Regions from separate parts of the Pan troglodytes genome. Here region 1 is linked to region 2. Evidence: chromatin contacts called from public HiChIP or PLAC-seq data. All regions are on one chromosome and are shown on one strand. The core of a region is the stretch at or near the end of the contact, and the rest is flanking DNA. Distances in the headings are between cores, read along the strand shown. Region 1 holds the start of C22H22orf23 (chromosome 22 C22orf23 homolog). Region 2 holds the start of GALR3 (galanin receptor 3).

What was found. HiChIP or PLAC-seq counts read pairs in DNA pulled down with a chosen protein or histone mark.
Region 1: an H3K4me3 HiChIP or PLAC-seq map of stem cell-derived excitatory neurons shows a contact between it and region 2, with 7 times the contacts expected there. The contact joins the promoter of C22H22orf23 here to the promoter of GALR3 in region 2. A contact is called at or near these places in 1 of 7 Hi-C or Micro-C datasets (stem cell-derived neural progenitor cells) and 1 of 1 datasets of contacts at active chromatin or transcription factors (stem cell-derived excitatory neurons).

What each region holds. Positions count from the first base shown.
Region 1 is chr23:39,963,110-39,969,071 of NHGRI_mPanTro3-v2.0_pri, forward strand. C22H22orf23 (chromosome 22 C22orf23 homolog) reads right to left here and starts at 2,189. Exons shown (of 7, transcript NM_001280139.1): 1 at 2,038-2,189; 2 at 1,637-1,748; 3 at 59-121. The coding sequence starts at 1,739. POLR2F (RNA polymerase II, I and III subunit F) reads left to right here and starts at 2,253. Exons shown (of 6, transcript XM_016939157.4): 1 at 2,253-2,397; 2 at 5,368-5,437. The coding sequence starts at 2,378.
Region 2 is chr23:39,830,862-39,837,191 of NHGRI_mPanTro3-v2.0_pri, forward strand. GALR3 (galanin receptor 3) reads left to right here and starts at 3,321. Exons shown (of 2, transcript XM_525589.7): 1 at 3,321-3,933; 2 at 4,887-5,732. The coding sequence starts at 3,407. The coding sequence ends at 5,634.

The DNA.
Region 1 (5,962 bases), core at 939-3,438, 130 kb after region 2:
ATTAAAAGTGTGGCCCCAGATCCCTCTGTCCAGGAAGCCTCTGTGGACTGCCCCTTACTTTTCATGATGTCCATGATGTGGCGCTGCTGGATGTTCGTCAGTTTGGATTCCTTCATCATCACTGCACGACAAAGCATTCTATGAGGTCTCTTGGGCTGCAAGCGGATGCCTTCACCTGACACCCTACTGAAATTTAAAACCCTACATCCTAGCCCCATTCTGCACTGAGCATGCCTTCTCTATCTTTCCTGCTTTGTTTTTTCTATAGCACTTACGACCACCTAAAATTCTATATATTTTATTTTATTGTTATCCTTCTATATTAGCTGTATGATAAGAATTTTTGCTGGTTTAATAAAATTTCTGCCCTCTGTTAAATATTTTTTCCTCTTTCTCTTTTTTTTTTTTTTTTTTTTTTTTTGAGATGGAGCTTCCATCTTGTTGCCCAGGCTGGAGTGCAGTGGCGCGACCTCAGCTCACTGCAATCTCCACCTCCTGGGTTCAAGGAATTCTCCTGCCTCAGCCTCCCGAGTAGCTGGGATTACAGACATGCGCCACCACGCCCGGCTAATTTTGTACTTTTAGTAGAGACTGGGTTTCTCCATGTTGGTCAGGCTGGTCGTGAACTCCTAACCTCAGGTGATCTGCCCACCTTGGCCTCCCAAAGTGCTGGGATTACCGGCTTGAGCCACCTCATTTTCTTTCACTGCTGTATCCCCAGCACCTAAAACAGAGTCTAAGGCACATGGTAGACTTAAAAATGCTGTTGTTGGAAAAAAACAAAAAAGTTGTTGAGTAAAAGAACACATGAACACTTGTTCATCATGTTTCAGGGGCTGGAGCTACAATTGTGAGCCGAAACAGGCACGGTTCCTGCCTGATGAAATTCATGATCTGGAGGGATAGATGGGACACCAAATAACTGACTACAGCTTGTGCTAAGCCCAGTGAAGGAAAATGTGTGAGGGCGCATAACAGTTGATCCTACTGTGGTGGTGAGGAGCAGAAGTCTTCCTCGGGAAAGTTGAAAGTATGATCTAAAGGATGCATAGGAGTTAACTACTCTAAAAATTTTAGTTCTTTGACTTTTGGCAAGGTGTAGCACCTTGAACCTTCCCCTCCCCCCCGCCCCGCCCCGCCCCGCCCCCAACTAAGGCATATGCAGTAGAATTTTGAAGCTTTCTGAACCCCAGGCTCCTTATCTGTAAAGGAAAATAGTGCTAAGCCATAGGTCAGGTATGGGGGAACTGAGTTACAGAGGGTAACTACCACCATTCTTCTCTCATCCTTTAACTCAGGGGTCCCCAACCCCCCGTCCGTGGACTGGTACCAGTCCCTGGCCTGTTAGGAACCGGGCCGCACAGCAGGAGGTGAGCGGCAGGCTAGCGAGCCTCACCGCCTCCTTTCAGGTCAGTGACGGCCTTAGATTCTCATAGGAGCGCGAACCCTATTGTGAACTGCGCACGCGAGGGATCTAGGTTGCACGCTCCTTATGAGAATCTAATACCTGATGATCTGAGGTGGAACAGTTTCATCCCGAAACCATTCTCCACACCTCCGTCAGTGGAAAAATTGTCTTCCACGAAACCGGTCCCTGGTGCCAAAAAGGCTGGGATCGCTGCTTTAACGCACTGACCTCTGAGCAGCTCGCAGGTCCCCGGGGTGTAAGTGGTGGTCTTGGGGCGGCGCCGGAACCCAGTTCCTTTGGTCACTACCTCCATCTGCTTCTGTGAAGCCATGGGAGGACTCTGAGGAGGGAAAGACGCAATGACACACCCCCTGTCTCCTGTCCCTAATCTCTGTTCCCCGACGCCCAACACCCCCAGAAGTCTGGAAGCGGGGATCGAGCCAGAGAATGATGCCGCCAGTTAATATTGCGACAGTGCCCAAACCTCCCATCCAGACACACAGATACACACACACAGTCCTCATTCTGACCCAGCGCCTGTGGCAGGGAAGTCTCCTCGGGAGGGAGTGTTAACACAGCCATGGTCACAACAGTACCCACTGAGTGATATGCCAAAATTGAAATTTCACCCTAAGACCCTCTCTGGGTGCTCCCCTCTCCACATAGAAGTGGGCTCCCGGAGGCGGTGACCACTGCTTTACAGCCGCATCCGCACCGGTGCCACGCAGAAATACTGCGCGACCTGGGCTGCTGGAGCTGGCAGCTAGCGCCTCTGGCTACTATAGAAACGCGCGCACACCAGTCAGCGCATGCGCACTTTCCCCGCTCTGTCCTGCCTCCCGGAAGTGATTTCCTCTGGGTTACGGCGCAGGCGCAAGATAAGCTAGGAGCCGCGCGAGTCGTAGTGTCGCTGTTTGCGGGTCTCCGCGCGGGACCGGGGCGCAGCGGGGTCGCTGAGGCGAGGGTGTCATGTCAGACAACGAGGACAAGTGAGTGCGGGAGCGGAGTGGCCTTTGCGGCAACCTTGGAAGGGGCGGATGAGGCAAGGCTTGGGTCGGCTGAGGAGCCTGGCGTCTAGGGCAATGTCTGAGGGGACTGGGGTCCTGAGGGGGCCGGCGGAGCCGAGGAAGGGAAGGGCGGGCGACCCAGGAGCACAGCCCCGGCTGGAGGCACAGGAGGGCCCAGGCTCGAGGGTCCAGAGGGGATCCGTAGAAAAGGTGTCCTTCAGCAAATGTTCCAGCGAGCCGGGCTCTGTGTCATGCAGTGGGAATATTGAGGTGAATGAACAATCGTCCCTGCCTTTCCACGTGCTCACTTTCTAGAACAGGGGTCACAGGCCCATAAGTAAGCAAGCAAGCAGGTAACGGTGGTCGCGTGAGCTTCCCCAGTTCTAGAAGTATGTAGTATAGGAGTACTCCAGAGGAGGGTCTGGGGCAGCTCCACCGGGTGGCATTAAATAAAAGTATGGGACGGTCCTTTGCAGTATTTTTTTTTTTTTTTTGAAACAGAGTCTTGCTCTGTCGCCCAGGCTGGAGTGCAGTGGCGCGATCTCGGCTCACTGCAGCCTCCGCCTCCGGGGTTCAAGGGATTCTCCTGCCTCAGCCTCCCGACTAGCTGGGATTATGGGCGTGCACCACCACGCCTTGCTAATTGTTTGTAGTTTTAGTAGAGACGGGTTTCACCATGTTGGCCAGACTGGCCTCGAACTCCTGAGCTTGTGATCCACCCGCCTCGGCCTCCCAAAGTGCTGGGATCACAGGCGTGAGCCACCGTGCCCGGCCTGCTTGTAGTAATCTAGATGAGAGAAGTCAGTAGCTTATAGTAGGGTGGTAGGAGTAGAGGTGGTGAGAACTGGTTTTGAATTCTGGATATATTACTGTTTTAAAGATAGAGCCCAAAAATTACCTGTTGGATGTGTGGGTGCAAAGAGAGCTAGTCTGAGGATAAAAATAAGAAACGTGTGGGATTGCTACCGCATTCCCAGTGAGTGTCAGTAGAGAAGAGGAGATGACCCGTGGCTGAGCATTAGGGCATTTGGACATTGAGTGCTTGGGGGAAAAGAGAAGCCGGGGAGGTGGGGGAACACCAAGAGGGTGAGGTGTCCTTGGAGTCAAGTGAGGAGAGCAAGTGGCCTAATGTGCCAGCTGATAGATCAGGCTAAATGAGAAGGAGAGTTGGCCATTGGATTTAGCAACGTGGAGATCATTAATGAGCTTGGAAAGTGGTTTTGATGGAGCTGTTGGGGTGAAAGGCTTTTTGGAGTGAGATTATGACAAAATGGGAAGAGGAAGATAGTGAGGGTGGACAGCTCTTTCACACATTTTTGCTTCAAAGGACACCATGGAATTAGGGCTATAGGGGGAGAGAGAAGAGAAATAAGGGTTTTTTGTTTGTTTGTTTTTGTTTTTTTAGATGAGGAAAAGCACATGTTGAAATGCTGATGGGGCCGGGTGCTGTGGCTTACACCTCTAATCCCAGCACTTTGGGAGGCCGAGGAGGGTGGATCACCTGAGGCCAGGAGTTCGAGACCAGCCTGGTCAACATGGTGAAACCCCATCTTTACTAAAAATACAAAAATTAGCTGGGCATGGTGGCGTGTGCCTATAATCCCAGCTACTCGGGAGGCTGAGACAGGAGAATTGCTTGAACCCAGGAGGCGGAGGTTGCAGTGAGCCAAGATCACGCCATTGCACTCCATCCTGGACAACAGAGCGAGACTTTGTCTCAAAAAAAAAAAAAAATGCTGATGGGAATGATCCAGTAGAGAGGGAAACAGTGATGACGAATGAGTACTAGCAATATTTGGGGGCAGATGGGGAAAAATTGAAGGGGTAAAATGGAACAAAAGTCGGATTTACTTCTTCTTCTTCTTCTTATTTTTTATTTTTTGAGAAGGAGTCTCACTGTGTCACCCAGGCTGGAGTGCAGTGGGGTGACCGTGGCTCAGTGCACCCTCCGCCTCTCGGGTTCAAGCAATTCTTGTGCCTCAGCCTCCTGAGTAGCTGGGATTACAGGCGCCCACGACCACACTCGGCTAATTTTTTTGTATTTTTAGCAGAGACGAGATTTCTCCATGTTGGCCAGGCTGGTCTTGGACTCCTGACCTCAAGTGATGCACCCACCCCGGCCTCTCAAAGTGCTGGGATTACAGACGTGAGCCACTGCACCCAGCTGATTTACTTATTAAGTAAATATTTATTGAGTGCTTCCTACACACTGGGCGAGACACAGATCTCTGCCCTCTTTGATTTTTTTGTTTGTTTGTTTTTTGTTTTGCGGTGGCGGGGGGTTTTTGAGACGGAGTTTCACTCTTGTTGCCCAGGCTGGAGTGCAATGGCGTGATCTCAGCTCACCACAACCTCCGCCTCCTGGGTTCAAGTGATTCTCCTGCCTCAGCCTCCCAAGTAGTTGGGATTACAGGCATGTACCACCACCACTCCCGGCTAATTTTGTATTTTTAGTAGAGATGGGGTTTCATCATGTTGGTCAGGCTGGCCTTGAACTCCACCCGCCTTGGCCTCCCAAAGTGCTGGGATTACAGGCTTAATCCCAGAGCCACAATACAAAGCCACCATGCCCGGCCTCTGAATTTTTTTTTTTTTAATTTTTCTTATTTATTTTGAGACAGGTCCTTGTTCTGTCACCCATGCTGGAGTACAGCGGTGCAATCTTGGCTCGCTGCAACCTCCACCTCCTGGGTTCAAGCAATTCTTGTGACTCAGCCCCCCAAGTAGCTGGTATTACAGACATGTGCCACCATGCCCGGCTAATTTTTGTATTTTTAGTAGAGATGGGGTTTTGCCTTGTTGGCCAGGCTGGTCTTGAATTCCTGGCCTCAAGTGATCCACCCACTTCAATCTCCGAAAGTACCAGGATTACAAGTGTGATCCACCGTGCCCGGCCCCTCTTTGATTCTTTTAAGTGATGCTCTAAGTAATTGATCTCTTCTTCCTGTACAGTTTTGATGGCGACGACTTTGATGATGTGGAGGAGGATGAAGGGCTAGATGACTTGGAGAATGCCGAAGAGGTCAGTATTCAGCCTCAGGCTCCCACCTCTGCAGCCCAAGCTGCCAAATCGTCTGGCAGGTGATGATTAGCTGAATGTGTCTGCCTTCTATTTGTGGTCAAGGCCCCTGCCATAAGCATTCCCAGTTAAGAGTGAGCTGTGTTCCAGTCTTGCATAGCAGAACAGCCCTGCAGGGTGGGCCTGAAAGCTTTTGTCCATGTGGTCCACAGCCTGTGGCTTCTGGGGCAGTTAGTTCACTGACAAGTTAAACAGTGCCTTCCTTCATTTGGCAAACATGTGTTGAATGTTTATTATATGCCAGGTGCTTTCTGCTGGGTGGGACTGCTTAAGGAGCAAAGGGAAGAGGTAAGCAGGGCTCAGATGAGGCAGTATTTTGTAGCCTAAAGGCAATGGGAAGCTACTGACAAACTTTGAGCCAGGGCACAGTCCAGGTTACATTTTAGAAAGTACATTCCTGCCTCGAGTAAGGAGTGAACTGGGGAAGGGCAAGAGTGAAAGGTGAGAGGCCTGTGGCTTGGACATAGG
Region 2 (6,330 bases), core at 2,071-4,570:
CGAGACTGTCTCAAAAATATATATATATATATTAATTCAATTCTGAAGCTTCTGAATTCAGGTTTGGCAAGTCTAGATTAGATTCCTAATAGTTTCAATTCCGTGAGACTCTGCTTCCAAAAATTGAGGATTTTCTGCATCTAAAGAAGGTGACATCAGGCTCTATAGAGGCACCTCTGAGCCCTCGTGAAAACCCCGGGGCCTTTGAGGAGCTGGTTCTTTTCTTTTCTTTTTTTTCTTTCTTTTTTTTTTTTGAGTCTTGCTCTGTTGCCCAGGCTGGAGTGCAGTGGCACAGTCTCTGCTCACTGCAACCTCCGCCTCCCGGGCTCAAGCCATTCTCCTGCCTCAGTCGTCCCAAGTAGCTGGGATTACAGGTGTGCACCACCATACCTGGCTAATTTTTAGTAGAGATGGGTTTCACCATGTTGGCCAGGCTGGTCTTGAACTCCTGACCTCAAGTGATCCAACTGCCTTGGCCTCCCAAAGTGCTAGGATTACAGACATGAGCCACCACGCCTGGCCTTAAGGAGCTAGTTCTGAGCATCTACCGAGTCCTGGCTCCACCAGCGCCCCTCACACTGTTTTCTCTCCCCTTACGCACTTCCCCTTGATGCTCCCCAACCCCACCCCCAGCTTCTAAAAACACTACACTCAGCCCCTCCACCTCTCCCCTCCCTTCCTTAACTCACTGCAGACTGCCTTTTGCCCTCAAAACACCTGTCCAGTTTACCAGCAGCCTCCTCATTGCTGAATCCAGTGTACCTTGCTCCCCAGGTGCTAGCCTCCCTAACCCTCTGGAGGCATTTGGCCATGTGGCCCCTCCTCCACACAGTTCAGGACAGAACTCCATGACCAAATCACACAGCCGTTCACCAAGACCTATTCACCTCTTTGGCTCTTGCCTAGACGAGAGGCTCCTAACAGGTCACTCATCAGATCTCTCCCCCTCTGTCCATCCTTTTCACCCCGGGCAATAATAGACTTTTTTTTTGAGACAGAGTCGCTCTGTTGCCCAGTCTGGAGTGCGAGCGATCTCGGCTCACTGCAACCACCACCTCCCAGGTTCAAGCGATTCTCGTGCCTCAGCCTCCTGAGTAGCTGGGATTACAGGTGTGAGCCACCATGCCCAGCTAATTTTTGTATTTTTAGTAGAGGCAGGGTTTTGCCATGTTGGCCAGTCTGGTCTCGAACTCTTGACCTCAGATGATCCGCCCACCTCGGCCTCCCAAAGTGCTAGGATTACAGGTGTGAGCCGCTGCGCCTGGCCCATAACAAACTTCTTACAAAAGATAATGTGGGGGAAAAAAAAGAAAGAAAGAAAGAAAATGTGCGGGTCATGTCTCTGCTGTAGAATCTTAGTAGTTCCCCGTTGCTATCAGGTAAAGCCAGACTTTTTGGACAGGTACCTAAACCATCTGGGCTCCAGCTGGACTAAGGCTCTGGAAAGAGCTTCCAGAGAAGGATCTCAGGATTTGCAGAGCCTGAGGGAGGAGTCTCTGGAGTCTGCCGAAAGGAGACTCAAGTCCTGGTTTCCCACTCCAGGAAACCCCAGTCAAGACTAGGAATCCTTTTTTTTTTTTTTTTGAGACGGAATCTCGCTCTGTCGCCCAGGCTGGAGTGCAGTGGCACGATCTTGGCTCACTGCAACCTCCAACCCCTAGCTTCAAGCAATTCTCTGCCTCAGCCTCCCGAGCAGCTGGGATTACAGGTGCCCGCCACCACACCCAGCTAATTTTTGTATTTTTAGTAGACATGGGGTTTCATCATCTTGGCCAGGCTGGTCTTGAACTCCTGACCTCATGATCCACCTGTCTTGGCCTCCCAAAGTGCTGGGATTACAGGCATGAGCCACCGCGCCCAGCCTCTTCTTTTTTTTTTTTTTTTTTGAGACAATGTCTCACTCCATCACCTAGGCTGGAGTGCAGTGGCGTCATCTTGGCTCATTGCAACCTCCACCTCCCAGGTTCAAGCGATTCTCCTGCCTCAGCCTCCAGAGTAGCTGGGATTACAGGCGCCCGCCACCACGCTCAGTTAATTTTTGTATTTTTAGTAGAGACAAGGTTTCGCCACATTGGCCAGGCTGGTCTCGAATTCCTGGCCTCAAGTGATCTGCCTGCCTCGGCCTCCCAAAGTGCTGGGATTACAGACGTGAGCCACCATGCCCGGCCTAGGAACCTTTTCTAAACATGGATTGGAGCAAGAAGGTGCAGGGATAGGGGATGGAGTCACATCAGGCTGGGCCACAGGAGGTGGGAGTGCCAGAGACTGGCTGGGCCCTGGGCACAGAGGGGTTAACTACAAAGCAAATCACAGAGAGCGAGATCAATGGGTTACTGGCTGCAGAGAGAGGAAAAGGCAGCAGCAACGCAGAGAGGCAGAGAAGAGCCAGGCAGAAGAGCCTGCCACCTGGGGGAAATCAGGGACTGAGGAGGAAGTGGCCAGTGGCTACTCCAGAGGGAGTGCCCAACTCCGGCTCAGCAGAGGGGGCAGAGGAGAGGAGGGGCCTTAAAGGCAAAGGGGGAGAAGTAGAAGGCAGACCAGTACCTGCAGGGAGGCACCGAGGGGCAGCCGCTGAATCAGGAGGCCCACCCAGCCTGGCCATTCCACCCAGGATCAAGCCCACTGCCCAAGGCGGAGGTGGGTGTTGCCCATCCTGGGCTTTGGGGACCTACTGCATGCTGGGTGCTGGGGTGGGGGCAGACATTGCCTTTCTTCCCTACTCCCTGCCTGACCCCCCTTTCCCCTACTTTGTCCCACCACCCCAGTGGTCTCAAGCCTGCAAGGAGATCCACAGGTAGTAGGAGACATGGGCTGTAGAGTGGGATGGGGGTGAGCATGGGTGCGGTGTGCACACACACACAGGTTGTCAGAGGCACCACCTGTTACAGGCTCTCAGATGAGCACTCTAGCTTAAGAGGCAGGATACCAGGGTGGCAACAGCCCCAGAGCTGCCATTTCGAGTGTGATATTATCCTCCCATGTCCCCTCTCTGGGCCTCGATTTCCCTATGTGCAGAGAGGGAGCAGTGACCTACACGGTCTTCCCAGTTTTGCCATTGTGATGATCTCACTATACTGGACCCTCCAATGACTCAGGGATGTTACCCGTGTTTTGCTAAGGCTACAGCTTGTAGCCAGAGAAAGCCCTAAACCCATGTCCCAGGGTCTCCCCTGAGCTTCAGATCCCCATTGAGAAGGAAAATATACCAGTTTCTGGGTTTGGCCCCTCCCCCCATCGCCATATCTTCATCCTACTTCGCTTGTGCCTTCCCCAGCCTCGTGGGTTGAAAGTGTCCCTCAAATACCTAGGTAGTCCTCCAGGCAGGACTCCAGGGGTGTTCCTTAGGAAACTGAGGAACTCTCACCCCTTGAACACCACGAGCTTGCTCACACAGTGACACTCAGCGATGACTTTGGCTCTGCTCTCCCCTCCTCCATCTCCCACGAGCTTCCAGCCCAGAACACCTGGCCAGACCCAGGTCGGGGGAGTTAGATCCCGGGGTCAAGCAACCAGAACTGGGGGCTCTTGCCTGAGGACTCCAGCTTCTCTTCCCAGGTGCCCGTCTGATGGGGAGATGGCTGATGCCCAGAACATTTCACTGGACAGCCCAGGGAGTGTGGGGGCCGTGGCAGTGCCTGTGGTCTTTGCCCTAATCTTCCTGCTGGGCACAGTGGGCAATGGGCTGGTGCTGGCAGTGCTCCTGCAGCCTGGCCCGAGTGCCTGGCAGGAGCCCGGCAGCACCACGGACCTGTTCATCCTCAACCTGGCGGTGGCTGACCTCTGCTTCATCCTGTGCTGCGTGCCCTTCCAGGCCACCATCTACACGCTGGATGCCTGGCTCTTCGGGGCCCTCGTCTGCAAGGCCGTGCACCTGCTCATCTACCTCACCATGTACGCCAGCAGCTTCACGCTGGCTGCTGTCTCCGTGGACAGGTGCGCTGTGCCTGGGGCCTGGCTGGGCAGGGCTGTGGGGGCGGGGGTTGGGGGAGGAGTCCTGAACAGATCCTCACTGGCCTTAGGAAGGAGAGAGTGGGGGACCAGAAAGGGAGGTGGGTGGGAGGAAACAAAAGCTCCCTGACCCCTCGCAAGCAGCCTCTGGGCACCTGCAGGGCGTGCTTGAGGGGACTGTCCTGCCCTTCCCCTCTTCCACTGTGAACTTCCAGAGGACGCCTCTGAGTCTCAAGTGGCAGCACAGGGTCTGGCACATAGTAAGTGCTCTGTAAGCGCGAAATGAATCGCAAAAGAAGCTCACGAATGCGTTCATCAGTTTTTTTTGTTTTGTTTTGTTTTTTTTTTTTTTTGGATCTTGGCTCACTGCAACCTCTGCCTCCTGGGTTCCAGCGATTCTCCTTCCACAGCCTCCCGAGTAGCTGGGATTACAGGCCACCACACCTGGCTAATTTTTTGTATTTTTAGTAGAAACGGGGTTTTGCCATGTTGGACAGGCTGGTCTCGAACCCCTGACCTCAGGTGATCCGCCCGCCTCGGCCTCCCAAGTGCTGGGATTACAGGCGTGAGCCACCGCGGCCAGCCCAGCTATTTTCTAACTGCCCACACCTGGCCAAGCTGTGCACACATCTGCTTCCACAGCTTGAAACTTGGGGTCAAATCCAGGCTCACTCCAGCTGATGACCCTGGGCAAGTCACTTCTCTCTGGACCTCATCTGACGCATCCATAAAATAATCCTAGAAATAACAAGTCACCGGGATCGGGCCCTTGCTAGGTGCAAGGGCCTAAGCACCTTGCGCGTTCACACCCTTAATCCCCGCCACGTCCCCCACGGTTCACAGGAGGCGCACTGGGCCGCAGGGCCCCGGCGCGGGACGTGGCGCGGGCCCCTGCGGGAGGGCACCTGCCCGCCCCGCTGACCAGGCGCCCTCCGCAGGTACCTGGCCGTGCGGCACCCGCTGCGCTCGCGCGCCCTGCGCACGCCGCGCAACGCCCGGGCCGCAGTGGGGCTGGTGTGGCTGCTGGCGGCGCTCTTCTCGGCGCCCTACCTCAGCTACTACGGCACCGTGCGCTACGGCGCGCTGGAGCTCTGCGTGCCCGCCTGGGAGGACGCGCGCCGCCGCGCCCTGGACGTGGCCACCTTCGCTGCCGGCTACCTGCTGCCCGTGGCCGTGGTGAGCCTGGCCTACGGGCGCACGCTGCGCTTCCTGTGGGCCGCCGTGGGTCCCGCGGGCGCGGCGGCGGCCGAGGCGCGGCGGAGGGCGACGGGCCGCGCGGGGCGCGCCATGCTGGCGGTGGCCGCGCTCTACGCGCTCTGCTGGGGTCCGCACCACGCGCTCATCCTGTGCTTCTGGTACGGCCGCTTCGCCTTCAGCCCGGCCACCTACGCCTGCCGCCTGGCCTCGCACTGCCTGGCCTACGCCAACTCCTGCCTCAACCCGCTCGTCTACGCGCTCGCCTCGCGCCACTTCCGCGCGCGCTTCCGCCGCCTCTGGCCGTGCGGCCGCCGACGCCGCCACCGCGCCCACCGCGCCTTGCGTCGCGTCCGCCCCGCGTCCTCGGGCCCACCCGGCTGCCCCGGAGACGCCCGGCCTAGCGGGGGGCTGCTGGCTGGTGGCGGCCGGGGCCCGGAGCCCAGGGAGGGACCCGTCCACGGCGGAGAGGCTGCCCGAGGACCGGAATAAACCCTGCCACCTGGACTCCGCCTGTGTCCGTCTGTCTCACTCCCGTTCTCCGAAGGCGGGACGCCACCGGGCCAGGGATGGGGCAATGCCACGAGCTCTCTGAGGGGCATTGAGTGGAGCGACTTGTCCCCGCTCCACAGCGGAGCACCAGCCCAGTGGACACCCCTGGGTGTGAATATGGACAGCACAGCCCGCCCCCAGCAGGGCAGCCCCCAGAGCCTGCCCAGAGCCAGCCTGGCAGTCCCTCTGCCCATCCTTCCAACTGGGTGACACCTAGGCCCTGCTTCCTCCACCACCTCTTAACTGTCTCCTTCTTGGTTCCAAGCTCAGTCCTAGGTAATTTAACATCAACAGCTAATAAATGGCTAATATTTAAGTGGGACCAGGTGCTTGGCTCATGCCTGTAATCTCAGCGTTTTGGGAGGTCGAGGCGGGAGGATCGCTTGAGGCAGCAGTTCAAGGCTGCAGTGAGCTATGATCACGCTACTGCATTCCAGCCTAGACAGCAAAGCAAGACCTTGTCTCTAAAAACATTTATTAAGCAGGTACCATATGCCTCATGCTACATTCTTTGTCAAAACAGCTTTGCAAATAGATATGATTAACCTTTCCTTTTTTTTTTTTTTTTTTTTTGTCTTTTAGAGACAGAGTTTTGTCGCCCAGGCTGGACTACAGTGGCGCCATCTCGGCTCACTG